2 separate regions of the Salmo salar genome follow, and region 2 is linked to region 1. The links are chromatin contacts, called in public Hi-C maps. All regions are on one chromosome and are shown on one strand. Each heading gives the region's core, a stretch centred on a gene start, on an enhancer-like site or on the middle of the called end of the contact. The rest is flanking DNA. Distances are from core to core; before and after follow the strand shown.

The links. Hi-C and Micro-C count contacts between places; a contact is called where the count stands out from the background.
Region 2: a Hi-C map of muscle shows a contact between it and region 1, with 4 times the contacts expected there. The contact joins the enhancer-like site here to the promoter of LOC106568157 in region 1. A contact is called at or near these places in 2 of 3 Hi-C or Micro-C datasets (gill and muscle).

The regions. Positions count from the first base shown.
Region 1 is chrssa13:94,333,455-94,338,447 of Ssal_v3.1, reverse strand. LOC106568157 (ankycorbin) reads right to left here and starts at 2,604. Exons shown (of 18, transcript XM_014138236.2): 1 at 2,345-2,604; 2 at 1,713-1,792. The coding sequence starts at 1,748.
Region 2 is chrssa13:94,391,249-94,396,115 of Ssal_v3.1, reverse strand. All of the region lies in intron 7 of LOC106568157 (ankycorbin), which reads right to left. Among protein-coding and RNA genes, the nearest start is that of LOC106568157, 58 kb to the right of the region's middle. Within about 2 kb of position 2,080, at least 1 of the 13 cell types and tissues checked has an H3K27ac peak or open chromatin away from gene starts, as enhancers often do. A contact at or near this core is called in muscle, where this site is marked.

The sequences.
Region 1 (4,993 bases), core at 1,355-3,854:
GGCTGACTTCATAAAACTATTTATACTGGCATTCCAGATCTCCTTGTTTTGTGAAAAGAATGAATGTCTGGCTCTGGAATGAATTCCACTGCAAGGTCAGGCTGACACATAGCCCTAAAATAGAATCAGGATATTTTCTTTCTATTGCTCTTGATGAGCTCTTTATAAAAAGCACAGTATGTGGTATTGCTGAAAGCAAAATGAACGTGGTCTGTGGCGCTAGGTGATCCACAGTAATCCCACTAATACAGTATATGAGGAGGGTTTTCTCAGTCAATAGACATAATGACACATGGGTATGGTATTGACTAAGGCTGTCCATCTATAGGCCACATAGAATATGTATGGGCTAATAGCTCAACTTGAAAACCTCTCATGAGCCACTTTTCAAAACTAGTAAATTCATATGATGGGGTGAATTCTATGCAAAACCAGAATTCAACCAAAACATAATAAATCCGTATTAAAAAGGCAGGTCTTCAACTGGTTCAGATGGGGTTTTTTCATGAGTGAACATTTTGGAAAATGTGTTTTAATGTATCCAGTCCTAGACTCTTCCACAACCGGCAATAACATATTTCGCCCGGGGAGAATGAGAGTAGACTATCGGATCACAGTTTAGGTCATTTTCTATCTACTAACACTAAGGCCACCAGTGGAAACAGTAAACCGTAGCCAATCTTGTGGACAGAATATGTTTTTTTTCTTAATAGCAAAGCAAGTGTGAGAAGTGGTTATGTGGGTGTGAACTATCAAAGTAGATGGTTACAGACATACGGACGGACTGTTCCTAAGCAACCTAAATGTGAAAAACACCCACAGGTTGCAACTCCCACTGTTAAAATACATTAGTCAGCCATAAGCAATGGTTATGTTTTACAACAACAGCATCAGATACAATACCCTGTTATTTGTGGAAATAATATTTGCATATAGTCTCTCACTTTTATAATTTCAAGCTAATAAAGGTTTCTAATCTATGTATGTCTTATCTTCCGTATGTCATATGGGCACATTAATAGTACTAAACAGAGTACTTTTCCTATAGACAATCACACCCCGAAACTGCCTTGGGCCTCTTGAAAACTCTAAGTATTCCAGTGACTCAGAAGGAATCTTCAACTCCTACATATTTCAGTGAAGGTATTCTGCCTCAAAAATCTGTCTGTCAATAACATTGTAACAGTTCTGAAATGTACATTGATTTATGAAATGTAATGTGTTCAAAGAAAACAAACTCTAGTTGCCTGACTTTTGGTTTATCCCCAGCTTCCACATTAGGTACATAATCATCCAAGATGACAGATGTACCCAATTTAAAGTGTTTAAATCGCCCCCTTCATAGCCACACTTCCTCTCTGGCACTGATGCCGTCTGATTATGGTCACTGTTTTAATTTTTTATTTAAACTTTATTTAAGTAGGCAACTATTTAACTGTGACTACTGATGAGTCACACTCAGTGGAAGTTAGTCACTCCCTGTAGGATATTTAGGAAACGCAGCCTGGAAAAGTCACTCCCAAATGATTCAGTCACAACTATGGAGAAACTACCCATGGAGGCTATTACTGAAATAACTTTATGGCAGAGGGCTTCATTGCTATGACAGTCACAGAGCCATATGGATCGATGAATGAATTAATGCATTCTGTCAGGCAAGAACATACCACCACCACCGCAAAACCCCATTGAAAAGTAATGCATGTTCTTACATCGCTCTTCCTAAACTTTGCTTTAAAGCTCTTCATCTTAGGCCTGGTCCATACAGTTTCCCACTTGTCCAGGTGAGCCTCTGAAACAAAAAAAATGAGTTACACATCTTATACTTTTAATAAGTCTAACTGATGAAAATTAAGTTAGTCTCTAAAGTGCAACAGGGAGAGGTAACATGTGCAAATGTAACACTTTTCTCTGATTTCATGGTAACTTATTTGAGAGTTGGCCCTTATTATTATGCATGTGTAACTGTGTAATATTAACCATTTGCAATATAAACGTGTCTTGCACTCATCCGCGCAATAGCCTACCCAGCACTAATGAATAAAAACAAACTATGGGACAGAACGTATAGGCTGATACAAAGTATCCATCGCGAGTCCCATGGCAAGGTTTGAAGTTATTTTGAGGTGGTTACAGTAACGTTAGCCTGTAGCAATAGATTTCTGTATATAATTGCTACAACTAGTGCACAACGTCCAACGCCAACATATTTTATTTTTACTCCGATACATTTGTATCATTCAACCACGCTTGCTCGTTAGCGAAAGATAGGAACAGCTAGCAAGCTAACAATTCAGTCTAGCATCAACTTTGTAAATAATGTATGAACACACTGCACACTTACCCTTTAAAAGTTGGGACTCAGTAATATTCTGTTCGACAGCCTACAGAGTTGACTAAATTGTCAGTCGGTAGAAATATATTAAAATAGAATCGACAAACAGAAAAGGAATAGCTAGTGTGAACAAATAGCCCGCCTAGATAGGCTATGCTGGCTAGGTTCAGGCTGAATACATTAAAAGTTGGACTATTCAAGTGCCTATCGCTTTGCTCGGAAGCTAGCTCACTCTGAGTGTTACTCGAGTTGAAATGGTGACGTCATTCCTCCCCCGTGACCAAATATTTCTGCATATTCCCAATCATGAATAAACATTTTGTAGGCTAAATGTGCAATTGAATTATAGTCTTGTGTTTATTGTAATATTTGACAACAATTACAACAGGTAAACACTGTTTACAACACCAACGTGACTGATCACACTTCTCTAATAGGTAGACAGCAATAGCATATACGCAAAAGCACACTACACTTCTGCGAATTCAATTTCTCCTAAAGGCTGCACCCCATAGGTATGCGCAAAAATAGCAACACTACTGCATAAGCTACAAATAGACCGTGTACTGCCCTTCTGTCTATTTTTCATATTTTCTTCAATGCAAATCTATTCTATCGCTGTTAACATTAATTGTTTTACTTCTGAGATGGTTTCTGTCTGCTTTAATGCTCTGTCTATCCCACGTGAACATCTGTGATATCATCAGGCTCTTGCTCTCTCAGCTCAGCAGAATGGTTTACTATACTATACAAACATTTAGAAACCATACATCAGTGCAATCTAGCCTCACCAGATATATAGGCTATTTCATGGTTGACGTACAGCATTTGAATCATGCATGAAGCCATGTTACAAAGACATTTGGCTGGATTAATGAAACAACAAAAGCTGCCTCTGACAGTGGTAGCCTACATCTGTCTTCTAATCCACATTGCCATAAAGGCTTTCACCAGCCTGGTTCGATTTTTGTCCTACAGTCAAGGCCCCCAGACATAAGCGACTTAAGCGGTCACTTATTCGAGCCCCTGGCCACTAGGAGGCCCCAGACCAATTTGAAAATAAATATATTTAATAATATATATATACATATTTAGGAACTCAGTTGGCTCTCAACTTACTGTTGATAGTTAGAATAGTGCAAGGTTGGAATTTGGTTGTTCATCATCAGTTTTTCTCTTGTTATGTCAGTCACTGACAGTCACTCAATAAGCTACAGTATGTCAGCTAACAATTTTAGATTGGTAAATTAGTCAAACCAGCTATCTAAACTTGTAGTAATAATGGATAAATACCAACTGGGCACGGAAGGCACGTGCACAGGGGACTTCCAGTTGGCTCCGATTGATTTTTGTCACTCTCACTCAGATATCATCAATATGGCATAAGTCCTGGCAAAATGTGTAGAATTGCAAGAAATTAGCTGTAAAATTGACATTTTTTTCTCACTTCCCCATGGCAAAATGAGTAGAATTGCATGAAATGTGTTATAAAATTGCAAAATAATCTCTCTGCCCCGTGGCAAATTGTGTAGAACTGCAGAAAGCTTGTTTTAAAACTGCAACACTTTCTCTACGTCCCATGGCAAAAGGTGTAAAATTGTAAAATTGAAGGACATTTTCTTTAAAACATTTTTTTTCTCTCTGTCATCAACAGGAGGGACACTAAAATGTTTTGCCTGCAAGGTAGATCCCGCTCAGGGCCCGAAAAGGCTAGGGCCGGGCCGGGCCTGCCTACAATACTGGGCTGGAACAAAAACATGCACACCCTATAGGTCTCAACGCAACGACCAGTACTGAAGAACAGCCTCTCCCAGTCTGACCTCAACTTTGCCTCAGCATGTTGCATATTGAGCTAACTCTACCCTGGAGATTAAAGGAGCATCATAGCTCCAGTCTCATTCATGATGTAATAGCAGTGAAATATCATCCACTGAGGGTTTTATGGCAAGACTTTAGCAATTGATGAAGGGCATGAGCAAAAAGGGATTGAATAGTATCGGTCTACTCCTTTTTTTCCAATTCTGTTTAACTGTTAACAGAGATGGGCAATTACTGCACCAAAACCCTCCTTCGATGTGGGCTTTGTTGTCAGGACTGCATAATACCTAGAGTGAGATTGCATCAATGTTGCACGCTCTGCAGGGATTACACTGTTGGTGCTGTTACACTATGGGAAGTGCTTTCTATAAATCTGTCCAGTAGATGGTGGTAATGCTCTGTAATTTCCTCTCTACTCATTCATCCTCACTATGGTGCTGAGATCGTGTAGGGGCGTGTGGGCTGTAAAGTGCAAGATGCTCTGCTCTAGAGATATATACACTCAGTGGACAGTTTATTAGGAGCACCCATCTACTACCGGGTCAGACCCCCTTTTGCCTCCAGAACAGCTACAGATACGCTGTGGCGTTCAAATGTTGCTCAATTGGTATCAAGGGACCTAACGTGTGCCAGGAAAACATTCCCCACACCATTACACCACCGCCACCAGCCTGTACCGTTGATACCAGGCAGAATGGGGCCATGGACTCATGCTGCTTATGCCAAATCCTGATGCAACAGGAACTGGGATTTGTTGGACCAGGCATTGTTTTTCCACTTCTCAATTGTCCAGTGTTGGTGATCGCGTGCCCACTGGAGCCACTTCTTGTTTTAAGCTGA
Region 2 (4,867 bases), core at 831-3,330, 58 kb before region 1:
CCCAGAGACACATCACACCCCGTAGGTTGAGTGATTTCTCTGGTGATACAGTGAGCTCCAAAAGTAGAGACAGTGACACATTTTGTTTTGTTTTGGCTCTATACTCCAGCACTTTGGATTTGAAATGATAAAAGAACTATGAAGTTAAAGTGCAGATGGTCTGCTTTCATTTGAGGGTATTTGCATCCATATCAGTTGAACCGTTTAGAAATTACAGCACTTTTGTACATAGCTTTTAGGGGACCAAAAGTATTGGGACAAATTCTCTTATATGTCTATTGAAGTAGTCAAAAGTTTAGTATTTGGTCCCATATTCCCAGCACACAATGATAACATCAAGCTTGGGACTCTACAAACTTGTTGGATGCATTTGCTGTTTGTTTTGGTTGTTTTTCAGATTATTTTGTGTCCAATAGAAATGAATGGTAAATAATGTATTGTGTCATTTTGGATTCACTTTTATTGTAAATAAGAATAGAATATGTTTCTAAACACTTCTACATGAATGTGGATGCTGCCATGACTAGGGAAAGTCCTGAATGAACTATGAATAATGATGAGTGAGAAAGATGCAGACGCACAAATACATAGATAACAACTTGTCAAGATGCTGACTACCAGCCCTGTCCACTTGGTGAGGCTTCTGACAGCCAGGTGTGAGAACACTGACAGCTCTTAAACACCAAGAATGACCTCCGATGATTCTTGGTGTATAAAATGGAACCTTCAGAGCTGCTTAAAGGAGGGCTGAACTTCCTGATTTAGCATCGGTTTCAATTCTCCTCATTAGGAAATGCGACTGAGAACGAGATTTCGGTTTTGGAGGCGTGCTTTGATGTGGGTATCTCGTGTGTTTGTTTGAAAGTGAGAAGCGTTTGTACTTTCACTCCGCCAAAACAGTACAGTTACAGTCACTCACCCTTCTAGATAACTTGAAACAGTCTAACCAGGTCTTGTCTGGAAGTAGCCTAGACTAGCTAGCAAGCTAGCCAAATTCTTTCGCCAATTAGGTTCAGCCGGCCGGTGTGCGACCGTGGCAAAAATTGGTTTGACTTTGGATAGCCTGTCTGTAGGGTCAGTTAGAGAATGTCAATAAATTATACAATATAAATTGGACAATTATTTCATATTGCACACCTTTTTGTTGTCTTATTTGTATATGAATTCCTACAATTTATAGTTGTTATGTCATTGAAATTTGGAGCTATTGATAGTTTAAAATGTTGTCCCATGTACATTGTGTAATTTACTGATGGTCCCTAACTATCCCCATAGGGATATCGGCATTGTGATCGGGTTGCGTGCAGCTGTGCTCCAAATTGATGATTAGTTGGGTGTTGCAATCTGTGGGAATTTGGGCAGAATTTAAATAAAACCAACCCAAGGAAAACTGTTACGGTACCATTCATTCTGACATACATTTTTTTTAACTAATTCTCTCGCAAATCGATACTGAATTTATGACCAAAATTATCTTACGTACACTTTGTAGTCAATTTCAACACTAGAATAACATTTTCTGACTCATATCGACGCCACATAAGTCGTCATCAAAAGGAGAAGTTGCTTACTACGTTCAGACCACACAGTTTCCACCTCATACCTTATTCTTATTCACTGGAATGACCTTTGGTAAATAACATGGGAATCTTTTCAGACCACACTGTACAGTTTTAATAAGTGTTTGTATGTCTATAGGTGAGAGAGGACAAAATCAACCTTGGTAGGAAAGAGGAAAACATTAGTAGCCATTGTGTGCAGGTGTGACAAATATGACATTTGACACTCTTGGGGAATCTAAATGGGGATAGGAGATATGTCAGAGTCCACTGGAAATGTGTCAGACTTGCTTAATGGTACACTACTAACATATACCACAAAGGGCACAGCTATTATGCAGGTTTCAAAGGATTTATACGACAAAAAAACAAAGCTCTGGCAGCCGCAGAGCGTGAATGTTTTCATACTCTCGCAGCCTGGGGGGATGAAAAATACGTGGTCTGATCCTCATGCCTAAATAAAGCCACAGGATGGCATCTGTGATTGAGGCCAACAGAGCAGAGGCTGTCTGCCAGGGCCCAGGAAGCTTATGTAACAATCTGACATTTAAGCCATGTGTAATCTCAGCACTCAGCACAGTGCACCACAGAGAGCTGTGGCAAAGGCTGTCTGGCCTGGCACAGAGAGCTGTGGCTAAGGCTGTCTGGCCTGACACAGAGAGCTGTGGCTAAGGCTGTCTGGCCTGACACAGAGAGCTGTGGCTAGGCTGTCTGGCCTGACACAGAGAGCTATGGCTAAGGCTGTCTGGCCTGACTCAGAGAGATGTAGCTAAGGCTGTCTGGCCTGACACAGAGAGCTGTGGCTAAGGCTGTCTGGCCTGACACAGAGAGATGTAGCTAAGGCTGTCTGGCCTGACACAGAGAGCTGTGGCTAAGGCTGTCTGGCCTGACTCAGAGAGATGTGGCAAAGGCTGTCTGGCCTGACACAGAGAGCTGTGGCTAAGGCTGTCTGGCCTGACACAGAGAGATGTGGCTAAGGCTGTCTGGCCTGACTCAGAGAGATGTGGCTAAGGCTGTCTGGCCTGACACAGAGAGATGTAGCTAAGGCTGTCTGGCCTGACACAGAGAGCTGTGACTAAGGCTGTCTGGCCTGACACAGAGAGATGGAGAGGGTTAATAATGAAGGAGTGGATACAGGGTCCTAGCAAAGCCACAATGTTACATCAATTACAGTGCCTTTGGAAAGTATTCAGACCCATTTACTTTTTCCACATTTTGTTACGTTACAGCCTTATTCTTAAATGGATTAAAAAAAGATATAATCCTCAGCAATTTACACACAATACCCCCCCCCCCATAATGACAAAGCAAAAACTGTTTTGAGGCACAGATCTAGGGAAGGGTACCAAAACATTTCTGCAGAATTAAAGGTCCCCAAGAATACACTGGCCTCCATCATTCTTAAATGGAAGAAGTCTGGAACCACCAAGACTCTTCCTAGAGCTGGCCACCAAACTGAGCAGTTGGGAGAGAAAGGCTTTGGTCTGGGAGGTGTGCAAGAACCCGAAGGTCACCCTGACAAAGCTCCAGAGTTCCTCTGTGGAGATGGGAAAACCTTCCAGAAGGACAACCATTTCTGCAGCACACCTATCAGGCCTTTATGGTAGAGTGGTCAGACGGAAGCAACTCCTCAATAAAAGGCATGTGACAGCCCGCTTGGAGTTTGCCAAAAGGCACCTAAAGACACTCAGACCATGAGAAACAAGATTCTCTGGTCTGATGAAAAAAAGATTGAACTATTTGGCCTGAATGCCAAGCGCCAGATCTGGAGGAAACCTGGCACCATCCCTACGGTAAAGAATGTTGGTGGCAGCATCATGCTGTGAGGATGTTTTTCAGCGGCAGGGACTGGGAGACTAGTCAGGATCGAGTGAAAGATTAATGGAGCACAGTACAGAGAGATCCTTGATGAAAACCTGCTCCAGAGCACTCAGGACCTCAGACTGTGGAGAAGGTTCACTTTTCAACAGGACAACGACCCTTAGCACACAGCCAAGACAACACAGGAGTGGCTTCGGGACAAGTCTCTGAATGTCTGTGAGTGGCCCAGCCAGAGCCCGGACATTAACCCGATTTAACATCTCTGAAGAGACCTGAAAATAGATGTGCAGCAACACTCCCCATCCAACCTGACAGAGCTTGAGAGGATCTGCAGAGAAGAATGGGAGAAACTCCCCAAATACAGGTGTGCTAAGCTTGTAGCGTCATACTGAAGAAGACTCAAGGCTGTAGGTGCTCAAGGTTCAAGGTGCTCAAGGTGCTTCAACAAAGTACTGAGTAAAGGGTCTGAATACTTATGTAAATGTGATATTTCCGTTTTTCTATTATAATAACTGATCAAACATTTCTAAAAACCTGTGTTTGTTATGGGGTATTGTGTGTAGATTGAGGGGGGAAAAAACTATTTAATCAATTTTAGAATAAGGCTGTAACGTAACAAAATGTGGAAAAAGTCAAGGGGTCTGAATACTTTCCGAATGCACTGTATGTGTCCCACTGTCTATAGATCCCCTTTATTGTACTCTGTTCATTCTTGCAAGTGAAAGGCAAGGTATGAGTGACTACACCTCATCACCATCCTGTATAATACTGAGATACTTCTGTCTCTGTGTGTTGTATCGGTACGTTGACATGAACATGGTTTACAGACAACCACACTATAAACATCCACTCCTCCATGACCGTGAATGTTTAAAAACTCTATGTGTGTAACAAGGACATTTTGTGGGGACATTTTGCAGGTTCCCACATGGAAAAAGACTATTTTAGGCTCAGAGTTTAGAGTTTGGGTTATAATTAAGGTTAGAACTATGGTTAGGAGTTATGGTTAGGTTTAGGGGTTAATGTTCAGGTTAAAGAGATAATTAGTTCAATTAAGCCCTTTATCTACTTACCCAGTGGATACCATTTGTATGTCTCTGCGTGCAGTTTGAAGGAAGTTTCTAACTAGCATTAGCACAATGACTGGAAGTCTATGGTAACTTCTAGCATGCTAGTAGATACCATAAACTGCCAGTCATTGCACTAACGCTAGTTTGCTTTGGCTCGCGAAACTACCTCTAACTTCCTTCATACTGGACGCAGAGACTTATAAATGGTATCCAATAGTTCATCAGACTATGGGGAAGTAGATAAAGGGCTTAATTGTCAAAATCCCAAAGTAACCCGTTATTAAGGTTAGGGTTTAGGGAAAATAGGATTTTGAATGGGAATCAATTGTTTGGTCCCCACAAGGATAGTAAAACAAATGTATGTGTGTGTGTGTGTGTGTGTGTGTGTGTGTGTGTGTGTGTGTGTGTGTGTGTGTG